Regions from separate parts of the Zea mays genome. Here region 1 is linked to region 2. A link is a contact called in public Hi-C data. All regions are on one chromosome and are shown on one strand. Each heading gives the region's core, a stretch centred on a gene start, on an enhancer-like site or on the middle of the called end of the contact. The rest is flanking DNA. Distances are from core to core; before and after follow the strand shown.

Region 1 (7,020 bases), core at 3,200-5,699, 150 kb after region 2:
TGAAGATTTTAACACGCAGGTGTTACCCGACCCAAAGTTTCGCGGGTGTGGGTGCGGGTTTCTATTTTAACCCGCGATTAACCGCACCCGACCCGAAACTCGGTTTATTCTTTATTTTGCGCAAAAATCAATTAAGATATAATAATAAATATTTTTAATAAGTAAATTGGCTAATAATTTATGATTTTTTGATGCTACTCAACATAAAAAGTTTAAAATTCGTACAATAACTCAACTTTTGTTGCTACTTAATTTCGTATTGCTAAATTATTATTTAAAATTTACACTCAGTAAAACCAGCTTGACCCGAAACCCGATAGGTTCGGATGCGGGTTTGAAATTGTACCGCGGTCCGCGAGTGCGACCGTGGCGCGTGCTTCGGTAGTCTTCACAGATGCGATCGTGGATGAGTTTTTGCTCCACCCGATCTGAACCCGACCCATTGTCATCACTGTACGGTAATTTTTCATGATTTAAATGTTTCTTCACAATCATTTGAGCCCTTAATTAATTTCAGTTTAAAATAAATATAAATAGAACTCATCTTAATCCGATCCCTAAATTTTACAGTCTAAATTTTAGAGTCCGTTACCAATTATTTTAAAATCAGTTTCTATCCCTCTATTTTCTAAAAACTGGTTATACAAATAGTTGGGTGGGATGTTCAGAACTTAGTTTCTATCTTTTTATACATGATTACTATTATACTCTTCCTCTATTTAAAAAAGGTAATAGATGTAAATTTCATAAAACCAAGGATATAATTAAATAAACAAAATCTGATTTTAGCTAGAGAAGTGTAGTTTCTTATTTTTTAAAAACTGGAAATATAGTTTCTACAAACTAAAACATAAACTAGTATATTTTGGAACTACTTTAGTTTCTCCAAACGAGTGCGTCCTATGGCAACGATTCAAATCGGCATAGCCATAGCCTGGAGCGGCGTAGACATTCCGAGTGTCACCCCAAGATTCTCCGACATGTCCACCCCGTTCCTTTCAACATCAGCCGGAAGCCTCCACTCGAACCGGTGGAGCAAGGTCGCGAGCATCAGATGCACCATGCGAGCGGCCAGCGGCAGGCCGGGGCATATCCTCCGGCCAGCCCCAAACGGGAGCAGATCGAAGTCCCTGCCGCGGAAATCGACCTCCTTCTCCAGGAACCTCTCCGGCATGAACTTCTCTGGCTCGGCCCACCGCGCGGGGTCCTGACCGATCGCCCACACGTTCACCAGGACGCGCGTGCCCTTCGGCACCGTGTATCCTCTGACCTCCGTCGTCGTCTCGGCTTGGCGGGGCAGGAGCAGTGGCGCCGGAGGGTGGAGGCGGAACGTCTCCTTCACGACGGCCTGGAGCCACTTGAGCTGCCCGACGTCGGATTCCTCCACCTCTTGTTTGGAGCCGATCACTTCCACGAGCTCGTCACGAGCCTTCGCCATCGACGAGGGGCTCTGTAGTAGCTCGGCCATCGCCCATTCTATTGTGGCTGCGCTTGTATCACTCCCAGCAGTGAATAAATCCTGCGAGTAGAGTTAGTTATGAGTAAAACCGAATTTATGCATGGTAAAACACAAACTGAAAAGCAACAGCGTAGGTTATATTTTCTGACTCTTGTTTTTTTCTTAACTGTACGTTGATCAGACTTGTTATCTAATTCTACCCGGGACTGAAGAAAAATGTTACCCTTATCTTTGAATAAGATGGAGTCTCTAAGTATCTTTCTAAAATCCGCTCTACAATCAATATTTAAAGACTTGTTTAAATGAAATTCATGTTCCATATATTTTCGCTTTTATAAGTTCAACTATTCATCTCTGTCTTCCTTTATTGTTGTATAATAGGGGCGCTCATAAGAACCTGTCACATTGTTGTTGTGTACTGCGCGCACAGGTTGTCGAAAGAGCAAACCTCTGAAACTCTGTTCACGCATACAGATTGTCGGAAGATCACGTCTTTGAAACTATGACTTGTACATATAGACGGGCAATCAAGTTTTTGGATTGTGCATCGGCGTGATTGCTCGATTTATCGCACGTCTAGTTCTGCTGTTCGCGTACAAGACAATCAACTATTTCAACTGTTTTGTGGTGGTATCTTACTCACGTTGTCGCTGTCTACTTTCATGCTTAGTTTAGAAACTCAAATTGATTCAGTCGAGATTGAGGGCTAGTTTAGAAACTCAAATCCTCTTCGAAATTGAAAAGGGTTGGACAGGATTTCCACCCCAATCCCCTCCAATACCGAAATGAATTTGAGTTTCCCAAAGTAACCCTAAGGAGATTGAAGGGATTAAATTTTTTCCTAATTAAAATTGAATAGAAAGGGGTTTAATCTCGTTCAATCTCTTCCGATTCATGTGCAACCGAACAAAGCCTCCGGGTTGGAGAGGGTCAAGAAAAAATAAACTAATTTCTCTCTCAATTATGAATATTACTTCATCCTCAGATGGTAGTGATCAGTGCCGGCCCTGAGGGGGGCAAAGGGGTCGTCGCCCCGACACCCAAGTCCATAGGGCCCAATTCTAGATATATATAGTCAGACCATAAAAAAACTTTTAAGGCAACACTGTAATATGTATCTTTTTTATTTACTCGTTGTTTGATATGTTTTTATATGCATGTTGAGTGTTTATATTGGTAATGTTTATCTATAAAAATAATTAAAAAAAATCTCTGTTTTAAATTTTGTCACGAGCCCCTATAAATCTTAGTAGTGATGGCCATTGTGACCTCTATGCACTACATTAAGGTGGTGTTTGGTTCTAGCATTGAATGTTTAAATAACAATTACGGATATTAAATATAATTTAATTACAAAACTAATTATATATTTGAAGACTAAACGGCGAGACCAATTTACTAAACTTAACTAATACATGATTAATAATTGTCTAATGTAGCATCACATGAAAGAATCCTGGACCAAATAGATTTAATAGATTCATATTGTCATTTAGTATCTATCTATGTAATTAGTTTTATAATTATATCTTGCCATTTAGTGTTCATTAGTGTTAGCGGTCATTGCTAATTAGATATTTGAATATTATATTTAAATAAGTATTAAATATTATATTAAAAGTATATTCTATAATTAAATTATATTTAATACTTATAACTAATATTCAAACATCCAATACAATAGGGTTAAAGCTTAGCCTCGAGGAACCAAACGACTAATATTCAGACTAGTTCGCAATGTCCACTAGCGAAAACAGGGCTGGTGGGTACGTTGTAGAGATTCGAAGACTACTTGGCAATGTCCAGTTGTCCACTAGCGAAAACAGGTCTCGTGGGTACGCTGTAGCGATTCGTTTTCTATTCTCTATGATTAAAATTATGATCGATATCATGTTTGTTAATTGATTTATGATTACATTATACATTTACATATATTAGTAAATTTCTGTATTAAATTTGATAACGAATTTGTCTAATTTTGCAACATATTGTATGTCGTTCAGGAGAGTTACCGTAAGCAATGACAGCAGAGTTTGCCGATCGAAGCCCCGGTCATCCTCCGCGCCGCGGTAGTCAAGCAACAGGTCCAGAAAGTCGTTCTTGGGTGGATCCCCGGCGGCACGCTCCTGCACGCGCCGCTCAATCTGCTCGTCGAAAATGGCGTGCAGCTTCTTGAACACCCTCACGAGGCGCGCCCTAATCCGCTGCGGGTCCAAGGGCGCGATTGCCGGGAAGAAGTCCGACAAGTTGGGCGCCCCGACGGCCATCGGGAATTCCTCGATCACCGCCATGAACTCACCCGACGCGCCGCGGTCATCAAGGTCCGCAAGGTCGTCGGAGAAGATGGTGCAGGAGAGCAGGTTTAGGGCTGTCGTGAAGGCCACGCGGCGGACGTCGACGGCCGCGCCTTCGCGCGCCAGCCCGGCCACGTGCGACACGAGCCGCTGCACCTTGTCGCGGCGGAGGGCCTGGTGCGCGTCGAGGCGCTGCGGCGCGAAGAGCTCCGCGGAGCACACCTTGCGCAGGGCGCGCCACAGGGGGCTCCCCGGCGGGAGCCAGCCCATGGAGCGGTGGTCGTGCGCGCACGCCCGGGCGGCGTCCGGCACGGAGCGCGTGGAGAAGACGGCGTCGTGGCGCTGGAGGACGTCGCGCGCGGCGTCCGCGGAGGACGCGACGACCGTGGTGACCACCCCGAGACGCAGCGCCATGAGCGGGCCGTGGCGGGCCGCGAGTCGCGCGAGGGAGCGGTGTGGGCGGGAGCCGAGGTCGAGGAGGTTGCCGACGAGAGGCAGCGGGCGGGGGCCCGGGGGCAGGTTGTGGCGGCTGCGGGCGAAGAAGAAGTGGAGGTACAGGGAGGAGACGATGAGGATGGAAGATATCAGCGTGTAGAGGTAGAAGAACTCCATGGTGAGCTACTGAGCTGAGCTCTGTGGCACGTGCGCATTACTATGCGACGTGGTCTCGTTCTTGTAGAGGCGGACGCCGGACAAGCTCCACGGCACGAGTAATAAATAATAAAACGTCTGAGGATTTTTTTTTTAATTTTGCTGGCTGCTACGCTACGGACCGCATGATTGGTTGAGCTCTGGCTGCTAAGCTACGGATAGTGATTGATCGAGCAGTAATATCTACGTACGACTATCGCCGAAAAAATCTTACCAATAACAATATACTACCTCCGTTTTTAACATTTATCGTTTGTTAATTTATTTTTAACTAAACTATAAAAAACGGAAGTATTTCACAACAAAAAGGATGCGCCGCGTGTCTTTGATGATGGCCGCGTGACGACAACGTCGACATGGACATTAGGACGGAAACTAATATGAGGACTCTATCCACCTTCTAGTATATATGTGTTGATATACCTATAGTTTCTACATTGCTATCGTCAAAACTTGACATTTCTCTTCGTAATTCCTGTTGTTGTCAGTTGTCACCAAAGTTGACATTTCTCTTCATAACCCCTATTAGGGCTTGTTCGCTTTCCTCTCAATTCATGTGGATTAGGTGGGATTGAATGAGTTTAAATCCCGAACAAGTCAAAATCCTTCATATTTTTTTTTCCAATCTTATCCAATCCACATGAGACAGAAATAACCGAACAAACCCTTAGGCTTTGTTCGTTTACACCAATCCCGCTCTGGATTAGCATGGATTGGAATTAAATCCATGTCTCAATCCATGTCCCAAAATAATCCATGATTACTTAAATTTTTTTATTCGGTTAAACCCATCATGGAATATAACCCAAAGGTTTGGGAATTTTTTAAACTATGGAAGACATGGATTCTATCCATAGCCCATTAGGTATGGAACAAATCCATGAGATATTGCACAAGTTTACATTAGAATCCATGGATCAAAAGAATAACTAGCTTTGAAAGTCACATGGATTTGTTGATGGATTTAATCTCACCATGGGATTGGGTGTGAGATATGGATTCACCCAATCCATACCCGGATTAAATCCATAGTGGGATTATATCCCATGTAACCGAACAAGGCCTTAGTTGGTTTCTCACTCCACGAGAAATATCGCCAACTTGGCAATTGCGTTCACCCAAGCACTGGAATTGTTTTGGAAACATAGCCAATAGCCTCTTCTGTGTGTCTCTCTTTCTCTGAGTCTATCAAGTCATTTGCACGTTTCTCCTTTTTTTTTCCTCACCTTTTTTCTTTACCGGAAGCATGCTTTATGAACGGGACGCCACAATCCACTTGATGGTAAAAGTAAAAATGCATCAATCAAAGGTGATTGACAGCTCGTGTGAGTCATGACGCTCATGCATGGAGAGTGGAGTCCTGAGTTCATGCATAGGGCGGGAAACGAGCCGAGTCGACTGTTCGAGCTCAACTCATCCATTGCACGAGCTCAAGAATAAAACTCAGCTTAGTTTAAAGGTGGCTTGCGAGCCACATCATTATTAATATTAGCATTATAAAATAGTTAAAATATATAAATATAAAATATAAAATCATCATTCAATATTATGAGTAATATAAATTATGAATGTCATAAATTCATCACCAAAAGCTAAGAAATTATCATATTATCCATAGAATTATCCAATATCATTGTTATTTTATGAATTAATTGATTTGGCAAGATTGATCTATAAAAGATGAATGTGATTGTTGATAGTCGCCTAGAGGGGGATGAATAGGGCAAAACTAAAATTCTCAAAAATAATCACAACTACAAGCCGGGTTAGCGTTAGAAATATAAACGAGTCCGCGAGAGGGCGTAAAAACAAATCGCAAACGAGTAAAGCGGTGAGACACAAGGATTTGTTTTACCGAGGTTCGGTTCTCGCAAACCTACTCCCCGTTGAGGAGGCCACAAAGGCCGGGTCTCTTTCAACCCTTTCCCTCTCTCAAACGGTCTCTCAGACCGAGTGAGCTTTCTTTTCTCAATCACTTGGAACACAAAGTTCCTACAAGGACCACCACAAGATTGGTGTCTCTTGCCTCAATTACAAGTGAGTTTGATCGCAATAAAGAATCAAGAAAGAAGAAAGCAATCCAAGCGCAAGAGCTCGAAAGAACACAAACAAATCTCTCTCACTAGTCACCAAAGCTTTGTGTGGAATTTGGGAGAGGATTTGATCTCTTGAGTGTGTCTAGAATTGAATGCCTAGCTCTTGTAAGTGGTTGGAAGTGTGAAAACTTGGATGACTTGAATGTGGGGTGGTTGGGGTATTTATAGCCCCAACCACCAAACTAGCCGTTTGGTGGGGCTGACTGTCGTATGGTGCACCGGACAGTCCGGTGCACACCGGACATGTCCGATGCGCCAGCCACGTCACCAAAGCCGTTGGGTTCCGACCGTTGGAGCTTTGTCTTCTGGGCCCGCCTGGATGTCCGGTGGCGCACCGGACATGTACTGTAGAGTGTCCGGTGCGCCAGTATGGGCGTGCCTGACTTCTGCGCGCGCTGGCGCGCATTCAATGCGCTGCAGGTAGCCGTTTGCGCCGAATTATCCGTTGCTTCGTTGTCACACCGGACAGTCCGGTGTACACCGGACATGTCCGGTGAATTATAGCGGACTAGCCGTTGCG
Region 2 (7,243 bases), core at 1,268-3,767:
GGCCCTAGGATTTTGGGGTCGTATGCCCGTACGAGGCTATTACTGGTGGCAGTTTGAAGACCCACAGCATCGCATGCTTCTCCTGCCTTGCCAATACTGCGGCAAGGTAGCATGGCGCTGGAAGGGGCTCTGCTAGCTCCGACCGACGGGCGGCACCGCTTGGATCGGCCCGAGCGCGTCCGCATGCGTTGCGTGTATTTGGGGGTTACGTTTACGCACTGCTTCAATCTGGTTTCGAGATGACGCGTCTCCGAGGACGAACTGCTGTGATGGATAAAGCCTGGCTGGCATGCGATGTCCCCCGAGTTTGGACTTGGGCTATTCGGTGACCTGTTTTCATGACAAGGAGGCTGGTGGGATGCAGAGCTACTACACTCCAGGTGTATCAACTGCTGCGATGTGTGGTCGTCGCTAGTTTTGGTTGCAGTTGCAGGTGACTGAAGAAGCAACGCCGCACAGGCACAGCCATCGAGCATCGACATAGCGCATGCATGCATGCATGCATCCATCGGTGCCGACCGTATATTCGGCGGCATATGTGCGCGCGCGCCGCTCGCTTCGCTTGGCCTGGCGGCTGGCCCGCATGATGAACTCCATTTTTTTTCTTTCTCCTTAACAAAACAAAAGGAAAAATTCTCTTGCGCGTGTTCTGGACAAGAGAAATACGAAATATCCATCGGAGCCTCCTGCCTAGTGTGCAGCTTTGCATCGAACTTTCGAGTGCGCTCCGGTCCTGTTGACGGATTCTGATCTCGTTCACACCGCTTTGACAAGGCTCCAAAGATGCATATGACGCGATCGAGGAATGACGAACGAAGAAGGCTCACGCAGGCCTAGCTGCAACCACCTGTGTAGTATAGTACGCTGTACGCAGCAAGCTGCATCTTCAGAGGAAGCAAGCAAAGCATCGAGTGGATAGGCATATTCCTTCCTTGCAGCTAGGTAGTGCAGTGGCCCAAGTGGCCAGAGTATCGATCTCTCGAACGAAAACGTGATTCAAGGCAGGCCAGCCATGCATCGTGTTCGTCTCGCCACAGTGCCGCCCCCTCCTCAGTCCTCTGCATTGTATTCTCGCTCGGATTCGCATCGCGTGGAACGCGACGAATCTAATAACCGCCAAACGAACTTGTTCGACAAAAAAGTCCTCTTTCCCCCCTGAATCTATCAAAGTCCGCCTGGAATTCCAGGAGCACCACTACTGTATAGTTCCGTGCAGGTGGGAGTGGGAGGAAGACGCTTCACCCCTCGGCAAACACAGACAGGAGGGCCACGACGCACGCGAACAGGCCATGCACGAGAATGCGACCGTGGCGACAGGCACGAACTGCCATGCCACCAGCGCAAGCGCAAGCGACAGGGACGGACGACGGAGCGGAGACGACTTGGTTGGTGAACGAACAACCACCAGCTGCTTGGCCTGGCGTGATCGACCTGGATTCTCTGACCACCACGAGGCCCCGCAAAGCAAAAAAAAAAAGCGGTTGTTCGTCCAGCTGAGCTGGCCGACATCACCGACGTAACCGACAGTAAGCACGGACCAGCCCTCGCCCAGTGTTAAGATGTTGCTAAAACAAATAGTGCAAGGACGAGGGTGTCGGTCGCTAACCTCAGAATCATTAGCAACCCAGCACGTACGCATCAGGTTCCTTAATCATCAGAAAACCATATACTACTGGTATAAGGGCCGCTAGTACCAGTAGTGCAACCGAGTATATATAAGCAATGGTTTTAACTGAACAGAATTTACAGCGACCATTAGTATTTATGATATTTTTTAAGACCTCAAGCATCTAACTATCCACGTGCTAGACTTCGATACTTCATGAGAAAGCCAGCCTTAGATTACGAAAAGGTCATGGAAATCTGAAGCCGGTTGTTAATCGGTACTGATGCGTCTTTTTTATTCTAGTGGTTGGCTCCTGCCGAGTTCAGATGGCGGTGTGGGGAAACGAATTTGCGTGAGCGAAGCACGGCGATATATGATCATCTTGCTCTCGGTGACAAATTAGTACGAACGCGATCCGGTGAAACAAGCGCATATGGAAAGAATTTCTTTTTTTTAAAAAAAAAGGCACGGGGCATGGAAAGAGGTGAGGGCGGGCCCGAGGCACGCACATGCGCGCGGTGCCGCGACGTGCAGCGGCACGACGACCAGCCGCGTTCGGCCGTGGTCTGGTATCCCTCGGCGTGAGCGTGATACGATGTCCGCGGTTTCGGGCAGCCTAGCGACCCGTCGGCCTCGGACTGGCGCGCGGTGCGTTGCACGTCTCGCGCTCACGGTTCCCTGCCCCCGACCGCCATCACATGCCCCGTCGCTGGCGCTCGGGCCGGCACATGGCGCGCCGCGCCGCGCCTCGGGCGCCGGCTCACGTGATCACGTCGTGGGGACATGGACACGTTCGTGCGTTGCTTGGCCCTTTTTCCCTGAGCCGAGGCCGAGCCGCGCTGCCCCAGGCGCCGTCCCGTATCCGCCTCCGGAGTCAGAGGAGAGGAGGCACCACGCGGCCACGGTGACCAATCGGGGAGCGCCACGCCACGCACAACAATGCACTGGACGTCCATGCGTCTCCTATCGGTCTGCTCATGCCCTTCTCCTCCCCGGCGAAGGGGATAGTAATAAATAACGCCGGGTGCGGCACTAACATAGTAACATGCCGTGCTTTTCCGTCTCCCCGGCGATCTTATCAGCTTTTTTTCCCACGTCCACTCCACTTTCGGCAAAAAACAAAACGGGTGAAGTAATTAATAATAATAACACGCACGCCCTCGCAGGCCGGCAATTAATAAAAAAGGATCCTCTGTTCCGGTCTGATTTGTGCTGGCACAGGCACAGGCACAGGACACAAATCGTGCCCAACTGACGATCAGAACAATGGAACGATGTGTGTGTGCGCTGTAGCAGCTAAGCTTTGCCATAACGGTCACGTGCGATGTTCCTCATCATGAGCCACAAAGTCGCGACCAAACCTGAAACGATCCGCAAGGACGGGAGAAAAAAAAATTGTGCAAGTGAAGTGGGGGGAAAAAAAAAAGGGGGCCATGCGCGGAAAGGACGTCCGGCCCGTCATTACGACTAGATCTGCGGCGGGTCACGCTGCTTGATGAATTGCTTCGGTTATGATCTCTCTCCAGATTTCTCCTACCTGCTGCTGCCCCCATATGGCAAAGTGCCCTGTGCTTCACTTGCAAGCAAATCCAGCTGGGAAACTGTTACCCAAGAGTTCGGCTCGAATCGATCGATGGAAAGACTGCCGGACAGGCACGGGCACCTGGACTGGACGACGCCCGACGGCGCATCGCAAGGAAAAACTCCGCCAGTTCGCTCTCCGCAGGGTTGTGCCAACAAAAACGCCGTTGCTGGATGGACTGGACCACCAGCTAACCCTCCAACGATCAACGCCGACACATCCTCCTTTTTTTCCCGCGAAAATAACTTGCGGGAGAGCCCCTGTATCCTTTGAATTCTTTAATTTTCCATGGTGATGACCAAGGGTAGTAGTCTCTTTATCCTTGGAATACTTCACCTGTTTAGTCTTTTCTAATGTGCTAACGCTCTGACGGTTTTATCTGACCGAGTGAAATCCCCCCTTCTTTCGTTGGTCTAGCTATATATATATTGGGTATTTTGTCGGGTGTTAGGGCATTTAATATTGCGTCTTTTAAAATGTTTTAAAGGTTAAATAAAAAAACACAAGAGACATGCTTTTAGAATAGTCATCTCTACACGATTCTTCCTATATGTTATCTTTTAACTGTAATTATAATTCAAAGACACAATCCATCTATGGTATTTAGTTTGTACATGTCCTTAAGAATAAGGTATGTTCTTTGGTCTAACTAATGACCCCGCATTTTTCACGACTCTCATGAATAAGGTATTTGTTGGAACTTGCTCTCAGCAGCAAGGAGGCCAACAAGGGTGAGCGGTGGTGACAACAGGGTTACGTGCACGTGGGCAATAGCTCTGTTGATCTAGCCTCTCACGGGCACTGTGCGGGGGTATTTATAGGTATCTGAGTGCCCAGCGCCTTGTGTTAAGGACGCATGTGCCCTCAGACACCTAGTTTATCCCCAGAATATTCCCATAAAGCAGGGTTACAAGCTGTAATTACAAGAATGCCTTTACAAGCTAGGCCCGTAACACAAAGGCGGCCACGCGGGGCCCGTTACAATGGGCCAGATCACGCGTGGGCCATAGAGCAGGACGAGGCCGCGCTGCGGGGAGACGTCACCGCAGGCCTTCGTCTGGTGCTGAATGAAGCGAAGGGTGTCCCTGCCCGTTTTGTCTTTGTCAGACCAGCGTCCGCGGCGGAGGCTTCGAGCGAAGGGTGACGTCTTTGCCTTCGCCCCAACATTTGCCCTCCGAGGGACCAGTTCGATAGAGTCACCTGGTGCCGAAGACGTCGCTAGATGGCGGAGACGCTGCCCTCGCTCGAAGTGGTTCCGCGGGGGTTTTTGATGTGACCGTTGATGGACGGCGTACTGTTGGATTGCGGGTTTCCCGAAGCGTCGCGCCCTTTCGGATTGCGGGTTTCCCGAAGAGCCGCGCTCTGCCTATAAAAGGGGGGCGAGGGTCGGCGCTGTTTGAACTTTGCCTTCCGCGCTCCGTAAAAACCCTAGCCTCCCGCCGTCTTGCTGCTCTTCTTCTTCCGCTGCTCCTTTTGCTCGCCGGAGTTCTGGCTCGAGTGAAGCAAACCGCCCGCCGCCGCCGACGGTACGTAGCAATGCCGTCCTCTTCTTCTTCCTCCGACACCACGCCGCCGGCCGCCGCCTCGTCTGAGGAGACGTTGAGTAGCGTGATGGTGGAGGAGTTGCGCGCCGGCGACTCTGTTGATTTTGGTGTGTCACGGATGACGTCAGCCCGCGTTGAAGATATGCAGCGGTTGGGCTACTTTGGCGGCGGAGTTGCTCGTGCTCCGGGGACGGAGGAAGTCCCCGAGCCGGAGGGTGAGTTGGTCGTTTTCGAGGCGTTCTTCGCCGCCGGTCTCCGCTTGCCTGCGCACCGGTTTGTTGGCAAAGTCCTGCGTAGATTCAATGTTCAAATACATCAGCTGACACCGAATGCCATGGTGGCGCTGGCGATGTATGTCTGGGCGACGACTTCGTACGGCGGGCAGCCGTCTGTTGAAGTTTTTGCGAAGAATTATTGTTTGCATTGGCAGAAGAGGATGGTTGGGGACGGAGTTGCCCAGTTCGGGTCATGCACATTCACGCCGAAGACCGGCAAGACCACAATGCCAGTAGTGGAGTTGGTTCCGTGCGCCCGCAACAAGTGGGGCAGTTGGAATGAATTTTGGTTTTACATTGCTGAGGGTACTGTCGAATGCCATGAGGGACTCCCCGTGTCTGAGATGTGCTCTCATTATTATTCTGCGTATCCGCCTTTTGAAGTGGCAGAAGAGGATGCAGACGAAGGGGCCCTCCGATGCGCCGCCGGTCAGAGCAGTGGGCGTGATTTAGTTGAAGAGTTCGTGGCGTACGGGGTCTGGCCCTTGGCGCACGGCTGGGCGCTGGGCGAAGTGTGCCCTCGCCAGATGCCTTTTCACGGAGGAAGGGTGGTGCGAAGTCCTGCCTTCGCACTGAATTTGCGAAATCGTGACTCGGCCGCCTTTGTGCGTGATGCGGAGGACTTGGCGGTGCGGCTCGTGGGACGTTACGTGCCGAGGACTGAAGGCCAGCGCAGCTTTGATATCCGCGGGTCAAATGAGCGCTTGAACAGGGTCTTCGAATTAAATCAATTGCCGTACGACGGCTATCCTGGTCAAGACGAAGCGGACCGCCGTGGGAAGAAGCCGGCGGTGGAGACTGGAGGCGACCCTGCGCTGGCGGCCGCCCCCTCCTCAAAAAAGAGAAAATTAGGTACTGCGATGGGAGGACTTGGGGTGTCTGATAGTTTTGCTAGAGAGTTAATGAGGACGTGTGCGGCCCCGGGGGAAAGGATGTCTTCGCCCGAGCTCCGGGAGTCTTCGGCTCGGATGCTGAGGGTTACCGGGGGTTGCTGGCCGAAAAATGTTCCTATCCCCTGCGCGGCTGAGGAGGACTGTTTTACATCTCGTATGGTTCATCAGTGGAGAGTTTTTCCTTACGGGCGAAATATCGGTGCTGTTGTGTGGACAGTGATGGACAAGGATCGCCAAGGGGCGGCGCAAAAACGTCAGGCGACTGTCAGGATTCACGAAGCTCGGCCGAAAAGGCAGCGGGGAACTGCGAAGGCTGTGGCCTCCGACGGAGGTAAGCCGCCGCTGGCGGCGAAGGCGGGCGCCGCTGCTCCTAGCAAGGCGCCGGAGGCGACGGCGGGCGCCGGAGGCTCCAAGTCAACGAAGGCGGTGCCGCCGGCCAGCGGAGTGGCGGAGGCTTCGAAGGCGGCCCAAGCGTTGCCGTTGTCGGGCAAACGTGTTGCCGACTTCGACACCGATATTACTGTGGACGACTATCTTGGTGGTAAGTCGCTGGCCTATTATTGTTATTATATATATATATGTATATATATATATATTTTAATTTGTTGACGCGTTGCAGGGCCGGGCGAGGGCCAGCTTGCTATAGCTGCGCCTGGCGCGGCGATCGCGACGGCCGTCCTGGTGTCGAAGGCGAGGGGCGAGGCGCTTGGCGCCGAAGGCGAGGTGTCGGCCCTCGCGTTGGTCAGGGACGAGGCGGGCGTGGCGACCCGCCGGCTGAAGGGAGTGACGGAGGCGCTGAGTCAGGCGACGGAGGCGCTGAGTCAGGTCCGCTGAGCTATAGTCTCTCCCCCCCTTTTCTTTTTTTTTTACGTCAATGGCCTTACGTATGTTCTGCAGGTGGCTGACTTCGCCAGCCGTACTGCATCGGGGGTCCTCACGGCAGCTGTGTCTGCCGAAGTCGAGAGACTTCGGACACAACATGCTGACGCTGTCCGTGAGAAGTCGGCCTCCGACAGCAAGTGCCGTAAGCTGACAGACAGGGTGGCCGCCCTGGAGAGGGAGAAGGCCGACCTCCGGCGCCAGCTGGCGGCGGAGAGGAGGGAAGCCAACGAGGCCGTCGCCAAGGGGCAGGCTACGCAGGCGGAGGCCAAGCTGGCGTGGGCGGAGGGCAATCTTGCCAAGGAGCTCGCCGAACATCTGCAAGAGCGGCTCACCGCCCTGGAGAGCCGCGCGAAGGAGGCCGAGGCCGCGATGCATGCGGAGGCCGAACGGACGCGCACGCAGCTCATGGATACATATCGTGAGCTGGGTGCGCGGACCGGTGACTTCGAGGTGCCGGACCG

What was found. A called contact is a pair of places that touch in the nucleus more often than the background predicts.
Region 1: a Hi-C map of ear shows a contact between it and region 2, with 2.4 times the contacts expected there. The contact joins the promoter of LOC103633567 here to the enhancer-like site in region 2. A contact is called at or near these places in 2 of 25 Hi-C or Micro-C datasets (ear and tassel).

What each region holds. Positions count from the first base shown.
Region 1 is chr1:33,968,083-33,975,102 of Zm-B73-REFERENCE-NAM-5.0, forward strand. LOC103633567 (geraniol 8-hydroxylase) reads right to left here and starts at 4,450. Exons shown (of 2, transcript XM_008655260.3): 1 at 3,472-4,450; 2 at 717-1,519. The coding sequence starts at 4,365. The coding sequence ends at 914.
Region 2 is chr1:33,815,659-33,822,901 of Zm-B73-REFERENCE-NAM-5.0, forward strand. No RefSeq gene overlaps it. Among protein-coding and RNA genes, the nearest start is that of LOC118473506, 8.4 kb to the left of the region's middle. Within about 2 kb of position 2,518, at least 19 of the 20 cell types and tissues checked have an H3K27ac peak or open chromatin away from gene starts, as enhancers often do. A contact at or near this core is called in ear and tassel, where this site is marked.